Regions from separate parts of the Mustela erminea genome. Here region 1 is linked to region 2. The links are chromatin contacts, called in public Hi-C maps. All regions are on one chromosome and are shown on one strand. Each heading gives the region's core, a stretch centred on a gene start, on an enhancer-like site or on the middle of the called end of the contact. The rest is flanking DNA. Distances are from core to core; before and after follow the strand shown.

What was found. A called contact is a pair of places that touch in the nucleus more often than the background predicts.
Region 1: a Hi-C map of spleen shows a contact between it and region 2, with 3 times the contacts expected there. The contact joins the promoter of LOC116592330 here to the promoter of EP300 in region 2. A contact is called at or near these places in 2 of 3 Hi-C or Micro-C datasets (fibroblasts and spleen).

The regions. Positions count from the first base shown.
Region 1 is chr6:7,613,522-7,618,385 of mMusErm1.Pri, reverse strand. It overlaps LOC116592330 (nucleolar and coiled-body phosphoprotein 1-like), which reads left to right and starts at 2,685. Exons shown (of 2, transcript XM_032345584.1): 1 at 2,685-3,175; 2 at 3,611-3,769. The coding sequence starts at 2,788. The coding sequence ends at 3,615. LOC116594588 (a small nuclear RNA gene) reads right to left here and starts at 1,782; the gene lies at 1,677-1,782.
Region 2 is chr6:7,472,446-7,477,194 of mMusErm1.Pri, reverse strand. It overlaps EP300 (histone acetyltransferase p300), which reads left to right and starts at 1,512. Exons shown (of 31, transcript XM_032346158.1): 1 at 1,512-2,844. The coding sequence starts at 2,751.

The DNA of each region.
Region 1 (4,864 bases), core at 1,436-3,935, 140 kb before region 2:
TGGTGCCAAAGTGACAAGTACGGGAGCGCTGGCTGCTCCAAGTTCCATCCACCTGGCCATCCCAAGGACAGAGGGGATCAGCATCTCCCCACACCCTAATTTCAAGGCACATCATTTGGGGTATTTAACTGTAAAATCGAGAATTATACTGAATGGAGCTTACTTTGGACATAAGAATTTGTGGCACTATGTGAATACTGATCCAGAGTTCCACCAGTTTGCAAAACCTAGTGGTTCTGGATACTTGTCACTAAATGCTGTCTTTCTTTTCCTAGGGAAGTTGAGACTGGGAAGCCTGTGGTGATACATCAAAAATGTTTTTAAAAACAGTCATCTTGAAAATGTTATTCAGGATTTCATTGCTCAGTATTTGGCTTTGCCATCTACATGTTACACAGACTAAGTCTCTAAAAAGGCCTGGCTGGCTCCGTCTGTAGAGCATGCAACTCTTGATCTCGGAATCGTGAGTTTGAGCCCCACGATGGATGTAATTAAAATAAATAAAAATAAAAAATCTCTAATAACCTATAGCCAACCCCTGCGCTAATTATACTCTGGGCAGTGGACTTTACATTATGTGTGAATGATTCTGCTTTACAGTAGGGATCACGATGCAGAGTAAATTGTACTTGACACTGCATGAAATACAACAGGCATACAGTCCACCTGCAGCAGCCTGAAAAAGTATGCTCTTGACAAAAATAGAATATGGTGGTTCCTCCAAAAATTAAACAGAGGTATCATTTGATCCAGCAATTCCACTTCCAAGTAAGTACTCAAAAGAACTGAAAGCAGGGACTGAAACAATATTTATATACCCACATTCACAGCAGCATTATTCACAACAGCCAAATGATGGCAACGACGAAATGTCCATCAGTGGATGAATGGATAAACCAAATGTGATATATACGTACAATGGAATGCTATTCAACTTTTAAAAAATGTAACATACATGCTCCAGCATGGATGAACCTTTAAAACACTGTGCTATGTGAAACAAGCCAGATTAAAAAAAAAAACAATATTGGGGCATCTGGCTGGCTCAGTGTGAAGCATGGGACTCTTGATGTCAGGGTTATGAGTTCGAGCCCCACACTGAGTGTAGAAATTAAGTTAAAAACATAAAATCTTAAAAAAAAAAAAAGGACTAATACTAATTCCGCTTATATGCAGTACCTAGAGTAGTCAAATTCATAGACACAGCAAGTAGAATCATGGTTGCCAGCGTCTTGAGGGAGCGGAGGAGTGGGGAGGTATTGTCTAATGGGGACAGTCTGGTAAGGGAAGATGACAAAGTTCTGAAGACGGAATACACGGAAAGTCACTGAACCGTACACTTGAAAGATGTTTAAAATGGTAAATTGTCCATTTAGCTGCACATAAAAAATTTTTTTTTACTAGAAAAATGATTATATTAGCATATGAGCAAGGGAAAGACAAGAACTAAAGGCAGACTGAGTATTTAAGTAATTAAATGCTTCCTGGGAGCGCCTGGGTGGCTCAGTGGGTTGAAGCCTCTGCCTTCAGCTCAGCTCATGATCCCAGGGTCCTGGATCAAGCCCCGCATCGGTCTCTCCGCTCCTCGGGGAGGCCTGCTCCCTCCTCTCTCTCTGCCTGCCTCTCTGCCTACTTGTGATCTCTGTCTGTCAAATAAATAAATAAAATCTTAAAAAAAGAAAATTAAATGCTTCCTGAATTTGCATGTCGTCCTTGCGCAGGGCCCATGCCAGTCTTCTCTGTACCATTCCAGTTTGGTATATGTGCCGCTGAAAGGAGCACCAGTATGGAAATAATTAAAATAAGAATTAATAAAATGCTAAATCGGCATCACCCAATAACAGAAGTTTGTAATCTCCCGGTCTGTGCCATAATCAGACTAGTCTGAGATGTCACGTGTACTTGGAGGTACCTATTTTTTTAATCTTTTTTTTTCTAAGATTTTATTTATTCATTTGAGAGAGAGAAAGAGAAAGCATGAAGTGGCGGGGGGCGGGGGGGGGGTCACAGGGAGACGCAGACTCCCCGCAGAGCCCGGAGCCCGAAGCCGGGACTCGATCCCAGGACTCCGGGACCATGACCTCCGCGGAAGGCAGTGGCTTAACCAACTGAGCCACCCAGGTGTCCTGAGTTACCTGTTTTTTTTAAAAACGATATACCCGGGTGAGAGTTACCAGGAAACTGTGTCACAAGTGGCTGAAAGAGCAGGGCTACTGGGGGCGAAGAGACGCGTACGGGGAACCCGCCGGCCAGCGCCGCACATCGGCAGCGCCGGCCTCAGAGCGTGTCACGCCGCCGCGCCGCGCGGAGCCAGCGAAGCCCGGGCGGCCGCGCCCTCACGGGCTCCGAGCGGCGGCGGTGAACAGGCTGTGGGTGACTCCGTCCGAGCCCCTCACAGCGGCAGCCCCCTGCCTTGGGCCGCGCAGCGGGTGAGGGCGGCCGGGGTCCCCGCTCCAGGGTCCGATGCTTTTCTGGGCGGCGGGCTGACTCGCACAGCGCAACCCAAACCACCTCCACTCTGTTCACCGTTTCAGGACCTTCCCCTCCTCACAATGGGCGCCCTAGGTGCCCCTCCATTTTCCAGGAAAACAGCCCCTCCTCGCGCGCGCTCTCGCTCGCGCGCTCCCCTCGCCCTCCGCCTTCCCCGTGACGCCCGCGCGCCCCCGCGCTCCCGCCTCCTCCGCACCGACGGCGCCTCGCCCGCCGCCTCTCGCCAGCTCACGCGACCTCCCTGGACGGGGCTAGTGTGTCACCCTCTGTCGCCGCACGTCGGCAGTCCGACCGAGGATGCGGCCCCGCGCTAGTATCTCCGGCTCTGAGACCGTCCGGGAGCCGAGAGCCGCGGTCACACGGAGCCCCCGAAGTCCGAGGGGCAGCGGGAGCCCGCGGGAGCCCGTCGGGAAGACGGAAGTCGCTCCGCAGGCCGCACAGGAGACGCGCAAGGAGGCGAGGAACTGGCCGCACCGGGGCTGGAAGCGCAGGAGAGCGGGATCCGGGGCCCGAAATCCGACAGACCCGAGACGGCGGCGGAGCCCCGGCCGGCGCCTCTCACCTCCCGGAGCTCGGGTCAGCTCGGAAGCGGCGCCAGCCAAGGCCTGCCCGCTGGCGGGGGGCGACCGCACGGACGGCGCGGGGTGCGAAGGGGAGAGGAAGGAAACACCCGCCCTCCCTCGAGGTCATCCTCCCCTCCCTGCTCCCCCATCCCTCCCGTACCCTGCGATCCCTCCCGTACCCCTTTCCCTGCCTCCACACCTCCCCACACCCTCCTCCCCTCCTCCCTCCACTCCTCCACTCCTCCCCTCCCCCTCCTCCCTCCACTCCCCTCCCCCTCCTCCCTCCACTCCTCCCCCCCTCCTCCCTCCACTCCTCCTCCCGTCCTCTCCCTTCTACCCCGCCCTTCCCCCCTCGCCCCACCCCTCCTCTCCCTTTAACCCCTCCCTTCCATCTGCCCCACCCCTTCTCTCCTCTCTACCCCTCCCTTCCCCCTACCCTACCCCTTCTCTCCGTGGTTCCGCTCCCTTCTCCTCCCCCTCTCTTCCCCTCCTCACCCCTCCTGTCCCTTCTACCCTTCCCCCTCCTGTCCCCCACTTCCCACCTGTGCGTCCCACAGGCTGAACCAGAAACCCGCTGATCATGACTTCTAGGTGAGCCTTGCCCCCAACCCAAGACTTGAAACAGCAGGGAGAGGGCGAGGAACGTTATCAGAAGGCCAACGGATTTTGTCATTTTATGAGTGCACAAATAATAAAGTTACAGTGTATAAACCCTCTCCCAATAAAATCCACGTCTTTTCTTTCTTTTTTTTAACAGGGGAGACCAGAGTATAAATCGGAAGATCTCCTGATACAGAAGATAACAAAGTTAAATAGCATTCTAACTAAAATTTAACTTGTAGTAATTGACAGCTTTTCTGCTATTTTATCATTTTACATCAAGTTGCTAACTGATGCAACACACCTTATAAAAGTCAGCTTGGCAAAAGGTCATACTGAAAAAAACGAGGTATTTTTTTTTCTTCCAGGAATATTCATAGCAGCTTTATTTATAATAGCCCCAAATTGGAAACAGTCCATCACAATGTCCCTAGACAGGTGAATGGACTAACATGTAAACATACAGCCATATAACTCAGTGGTAAAAGTGGAAGAACTATTGACCAGCACTACAGCCTGGGTAAATCTCAAGACAATTATGCTGCCTGAGCACCTGGGTGGCTCAGTGGGTTAAATGTCTGCCTTCTGCTCAGGTCAAGATCCCAAGGTCCTAGAATAGAGCCTCACAGTGGGCTCCCTGCTCAGTGGGGCGTCTGCTCACCCTTTGCCCCTCCCCCCCAACCCATGCTCTCTCCCTCTCTCAGATAAATAACTAAAATCTTTAAAATATATGTATTGGGGCGCCTGGGTGGCTCAGTGGGTTAAAGCCTCTGCCTTCAGTTCAGGTCATCATCTCAGGATCCTGGGATCGAGCCCCACATCGGGCTCTCTGCTCAGCAAGGAGCCTGCTTCCTCTCTCTCTGCCTGCTTCTCTGCCTACTTGTGATCTCTGTCAAATAAATCTTTAAAAAAAATAAAATATATGTATAATTTCTTTAATTTTTTATTTATTTGACAGAGAGAGAGATCACAAGTAGGCAGAGCAGCAGCAGGTAGAGAGGGGGAAGCAGGCTCCCTGCTGAGCAGAGAGCTGGATGTGGGGCTCCATCCAGGACCTTGAGATTATGACCCCGGGCCAAAGGCAGAGGCTTAACCAACTGAGCCACCCAGGTGCCCCTATGTATAATTTTTTTAAAAAGATGATTTTGTCACCTGAAAGAAATCAGACCATAGCAAGAGTACATACATACTGTATGGTTCTATTTAGACAA
Region 2 (4,749 bases), core at 263-2,762:
AAATAATTGAATCATTCCTGCAGGCCCATTTTGACCTTAGTCGCACATGCTGAATCCATCCAAAACCAACTTTCTTAAAGCACCTTTTCAATTTACCTGCTTTTCTACTTTGATTGTGGTGAATTAGGCCTGAACTTCACAGGACAGAACTCATCCTTGTTGGTAATCTGAGTTGCTCCACGGATATCATCTCTGCTAGCTTCTTACTCCCCCCATTCACTTTAAAGAGCAAACCACCACCACCACCAACGTGAATTCAACAATAAGCACACACCAACTAAGGAGCAATGAGATTTGAAATATGTGAAAAAGCTTTTAACTATCTCCATAGATACTGGTTTGGGGGTTTCCTTGGGGAACACTAACAACCTTGCCACCTCCTCAAGTACCAATTTACCCAAGGCCAAACACAGCGGAATCCCATAATGTGTAGGAATGTGAAAGCATGCTGGCAAGGCCCTCCTCTGCAAAACTATGTTTTGCACACACTTTATTTATATTCAAGAATTTTCCTCCCTAGTTACATTTTGCTTTTGTCCAAGCTTAGATTATCTTTAGCACATTACGTTTTTGCCCTTTTCCGTATCTGCATTATCTTTAAGGCACTACCTAAACGTACCTCTTTTATTGAACTAGCCTACTGGGGGTGGGGGAAAAGTACCAGCATAAAATGTCCTCAGATCTCAGCTGTATTCAGAAAAATAATTCGTCTCCCTTGGTGAAAGAGGTACCTGGTAGGGGCAAGCGGACACGTGGTGGGCTAGAAGCGAATTTAGGTCTGGTCCTACAGCGTCTTCCCACCACTGTGATTTTTGTTTCCTGATTATCAAAATAATATAGGCTTATTGTAAAACAAAGTGTAAAATTTGGAGAAAAGGGAAACAACTCATAATCAGTGTGAATTTTTGGATGTGAACCGTTCCCTCTGGGAGAGAGATGGAGGAGAGAGGACGCACTGGGTCTCTCACCAGAAACACTGGCCGACGACGGGGTACCCCCTGCCTGGTTGAATCCACTGGGGTTCGGAAGACTGGCCGCCCAAGGACCCGGGACGCAGGGCCATCCCCACGGCGCTCCTATTCGGCCACCTGCGCCGTGACCTGGCGCCTTCCCCAGTGCAGCTCCCGGGCTCCGTCACTCCCCGTTCCCACCGGTCCCCTACGCAGAGACCCAACCCAGGCACCTTCCCCCGCAAGTGTCCACCGACTGAAAATAGATCCCGAGTCGGCCCCCGAGCCCCCCCCCTTGCCGCCAAGTCCTCCCCTTTAAAGGGAGCCACCGGGTGACGCCGGGGGAGTTTGCGGAAGCGCCAACCGTGTTGGGGCCTTGGGCGGATCCCGTGATTGGAACTGGCCCCGCCCCCGGGTCCTCTTCCCCCATTGTGTGAGCGGCTCGGGCCCAGGCCCCGCCCCCTCGCCACCTCCCTCCGGAGGCCCAACCCCTCCCCTTTTTTTCACCCCCCCTTGGCTCATTTCCGGCCGCCGCTGCTACCGCTAGCCTGTAAGGAGGATTCGGCAGAGGGAAGAAACAACAGCCGCCATCTTGTTTGTGTGCTAGGCTGGGGGGGAGAGAGGGCGAGAGGGAGCGGGCGAGAGTGGGCAAGCGGGACGCCGGGCTGAGTGCGAACTGCGGGAGCCAGAGTGCGGAGGCGAGCCGGGCCGAAGAGAGGCGGCAGGGGCCGAGACAGTGGCAGGGGGCCCGGGGCGCACGGGCTGAGGCGACCCCAGCCCCCTCCCGTCCGCACACACCCCCACCGCGGCCCGGCAGCCGGGCCGGCGTCGACGCCTAGGGGGGACCATTACATAACCCCGCGCCCCGCGGCGCCTTCGCCCGCCGCCGAGGGCGGCCCCGAGCCGAGCCCCGGGGGGCGGGCGCTCCCGGCACCTGGCCGCCGGGGGTGGGGGCCGTAGCGGCGGCCGTATTTATTTCTGTGCCGCGGGAGAGGAGGGCGAAGGAGGAGAGCGCGGCGCGAGGAGAGGCCGCCTGCGCCGCCCGCCGGAGCGGGGCCTCCTCGGTGGGCTCGGCGTCGGCGCGGGCGGGCGGCGCTGCTCGGCCCGGCCCCCTCGGCCCTCTGGACCGGCGAGCTCCGCGCCCGGCGTCCTCGCCGCGCCTCCGCCGCCCGCCGCGCGATGTGAGGCGGCGGCGCCAGCCTGGCTCTCGGCTCGGGCGAGCTCTCTGCGGCCATTAGGGGCCGGTGCGGCGGCGGCGCGGAGCGCGGCGGCAGGAGGAGGGCTCGGAGGGTGGGGGCGCAGGTCCGGGAGGGGGCACCGGGAGGAGGTGAGTGTCTCTCGTCGCCTCCTCCTCTCCCCCCTTTTCGCCCCCGCCTCCTTGTGGCGATGAGAAGGAGGAGGACAGCGCCGAGGAGGAAGAGGCTGATGGCGGCGGCGGAGCTCCGAGAGACCTCGGCTGGGCAGGGGCCGGCCGTGGCGGGCCGGGGACTGCGCCTCTAGAGCCGCGAGTTCTCGGGAATTCGCCGCAGCGGACGCGCTCGGCGGATTTGTGTTCCTGTGCCCTCCTCCGGGCCTGGGCCCAGGCCCGGCCCCTCGCACTTGCCCCTACCTTTATCGAGTCGGCATCCCTCTCCAGCCACCGCGACCCAGCGAAGAGAAAAAGGAACTTCCCCCACCCCTTTCGGGGGCCGGCGGAGCCCCCCGAGCCCACCCCAGGGAACGGGGCGGGGAGCCCTGGCCCAAGAAGAGATTTCCCGAGGATTCTCGTTTTCCTCGCTTGTATCTCCGAAAGAATTAAAAATGGCCGAGAATGTGGTGGAACCGGGGCCGCCTTCAGCCAAGCGGCCTAAACTCTCATCTCCGGCCCTCTCGGCGTCGGCCAGCGATGGCACAGGTTAGTCCCGGGAGCCCTGGCCTTCCACATCCCCCTTAATCTTTTTTGCTCCGTGCACCCTTCTTCTTCCATATTTTCTTCCTTTTTCTTTCTTTCTTAGTTCTCTGCTTCTTCATTAATTTCAAAGGTGTTTGAATGAGCTGGTCGAAGACGTCCAGTAGCCCAACCATTTTCTTTGCTTCCTAATACATTGGTTGCAACACTATGTCATATAGATGTGTGTTCTGGAATTAGAGCTCTTGAGTGGTGCTATGGAAATAGCCTTTATTGTTGCTCCCATGCAGTTTAATTTTTGAAATGCCAGTGCATTTGTGTGTAAGGGCTTTTTTAATGCAATTTTGCTTTGAATTTTTTGTTGTTGAGAAATGAGGAATTGCGAATCCTTTCTCCTCTATTGCACTTACTGTTTTCTCTACTTTCCACTCTTCCTTTTCAAGGTTTTCTCTTTTTTGAACAGGTTTTTCCGTTGAGGATGAGAGTATTAAAAAAAATCTCGATTTTATTTGTGTGTATGTGTGACCCAAGATTTCAGGTTTGACGTTAGGTTTAACGTCAAACCTGAAATTTGGTTCGAATTATTTTACCTCCCATTCCTAGCCTCCCCCCCTTTTTTATTTGCCTTAAGAATCAATATGGAGCGCAGTTCATTTTACATCTTCCATTTCTTTGGTGTGAAACTAAAATGTCTGAAACTCTGGGGTTTTAGGTTGGGGGAGAGCAGAGGCATTTTCTTTGCTGTTTGTACTCACTTTCGGCGGGGGGGCAGTGGAGATAACCAATTGTGTGAAGTTATGTACTTGGAAATCAAAATTAGGAGTTGTAAGGGTCCCAGTCATGAACTGCAAACGTAAACTGATCGTACAAAAGTTTCAAATGTGCATTAGGTTCTGTATTTGTGTGGTTTTGCTTTTTTATGTTTTAAACATACTTGGGGATCCATAGTTGAGCTTAAAAAAGCTCAGCCATTCTTAACTTCACTCAGTTGTGGACCAACCCTTTTGTCAAGGGAAATTCAGGGAGACTTCCCTCCATCATTCCCTCCTTATAATTAGTTTGGTGCTGTCCTGATGGCCACCGACCTTCTCTTTTGCTCTCGTAGTTGTTTGAGGTGCCAGGATAATGAAGAGGGAAGAATGGCTGGCCATCTGACAGTCCACAAGATGTTCCCCCTTACTACGGAGCATCTCTTTAACTCAACGTCATCCCTCCATCTGCCAGTGAGAGTGCATAATGGAGTTAAATGTACCCTATGAGTTTGTAGAGAACTTCTAAAGTATGTTTCTAAGTAGGCTTCGTCTCTCAGGGTGAAAATGTAAGGATGTGTGGCAAATGCTTTGGATTCTTTGCTTTTATAAGAAAAATGTGTCATGAGTTTAAGATAACTGCAGATTGAAGATTTTTGCAGTTTTCTACTTCAGACTTGTAAAATTGGCCATGCAAGAACTTTGATCTATTCTTATTCCTTGAACTTTCTGTATTCTTCACAGGTTTTTTTTTTTTTCTCTTACTTGCCTTTTTTCCTCAGGACTGTTACACATATCGAGTATCCTATTTCTTTGCACTTACTAAAATGTTCCGAAGGATTTTCATATCACCTTTAGACATATTTCTGTCTGTATGTTTTTGCTACTTTAATTTTTGTGTACTGTAGTAATGAATTTTACATTTGAGTTCAGTAGTCACTTGGGATGTTGTAGAAAAAACTTTAATGTGTCACTTTGATGACCCCTGATTTGAGCAGCTTAGTCTTAGAGAAATGCAAGGCCTGAAAGGAAAGCTGTGCTCTCTTGTTCAGGTACCTCTGTTCAGGTGCACTACTGCTTTCCTATTTGATCTGTGTACTTAGCAACTTTAGCTAACTCATTTTAGTAGTGTCTCACCTGTCTAGTACACAAAAACTGCTTC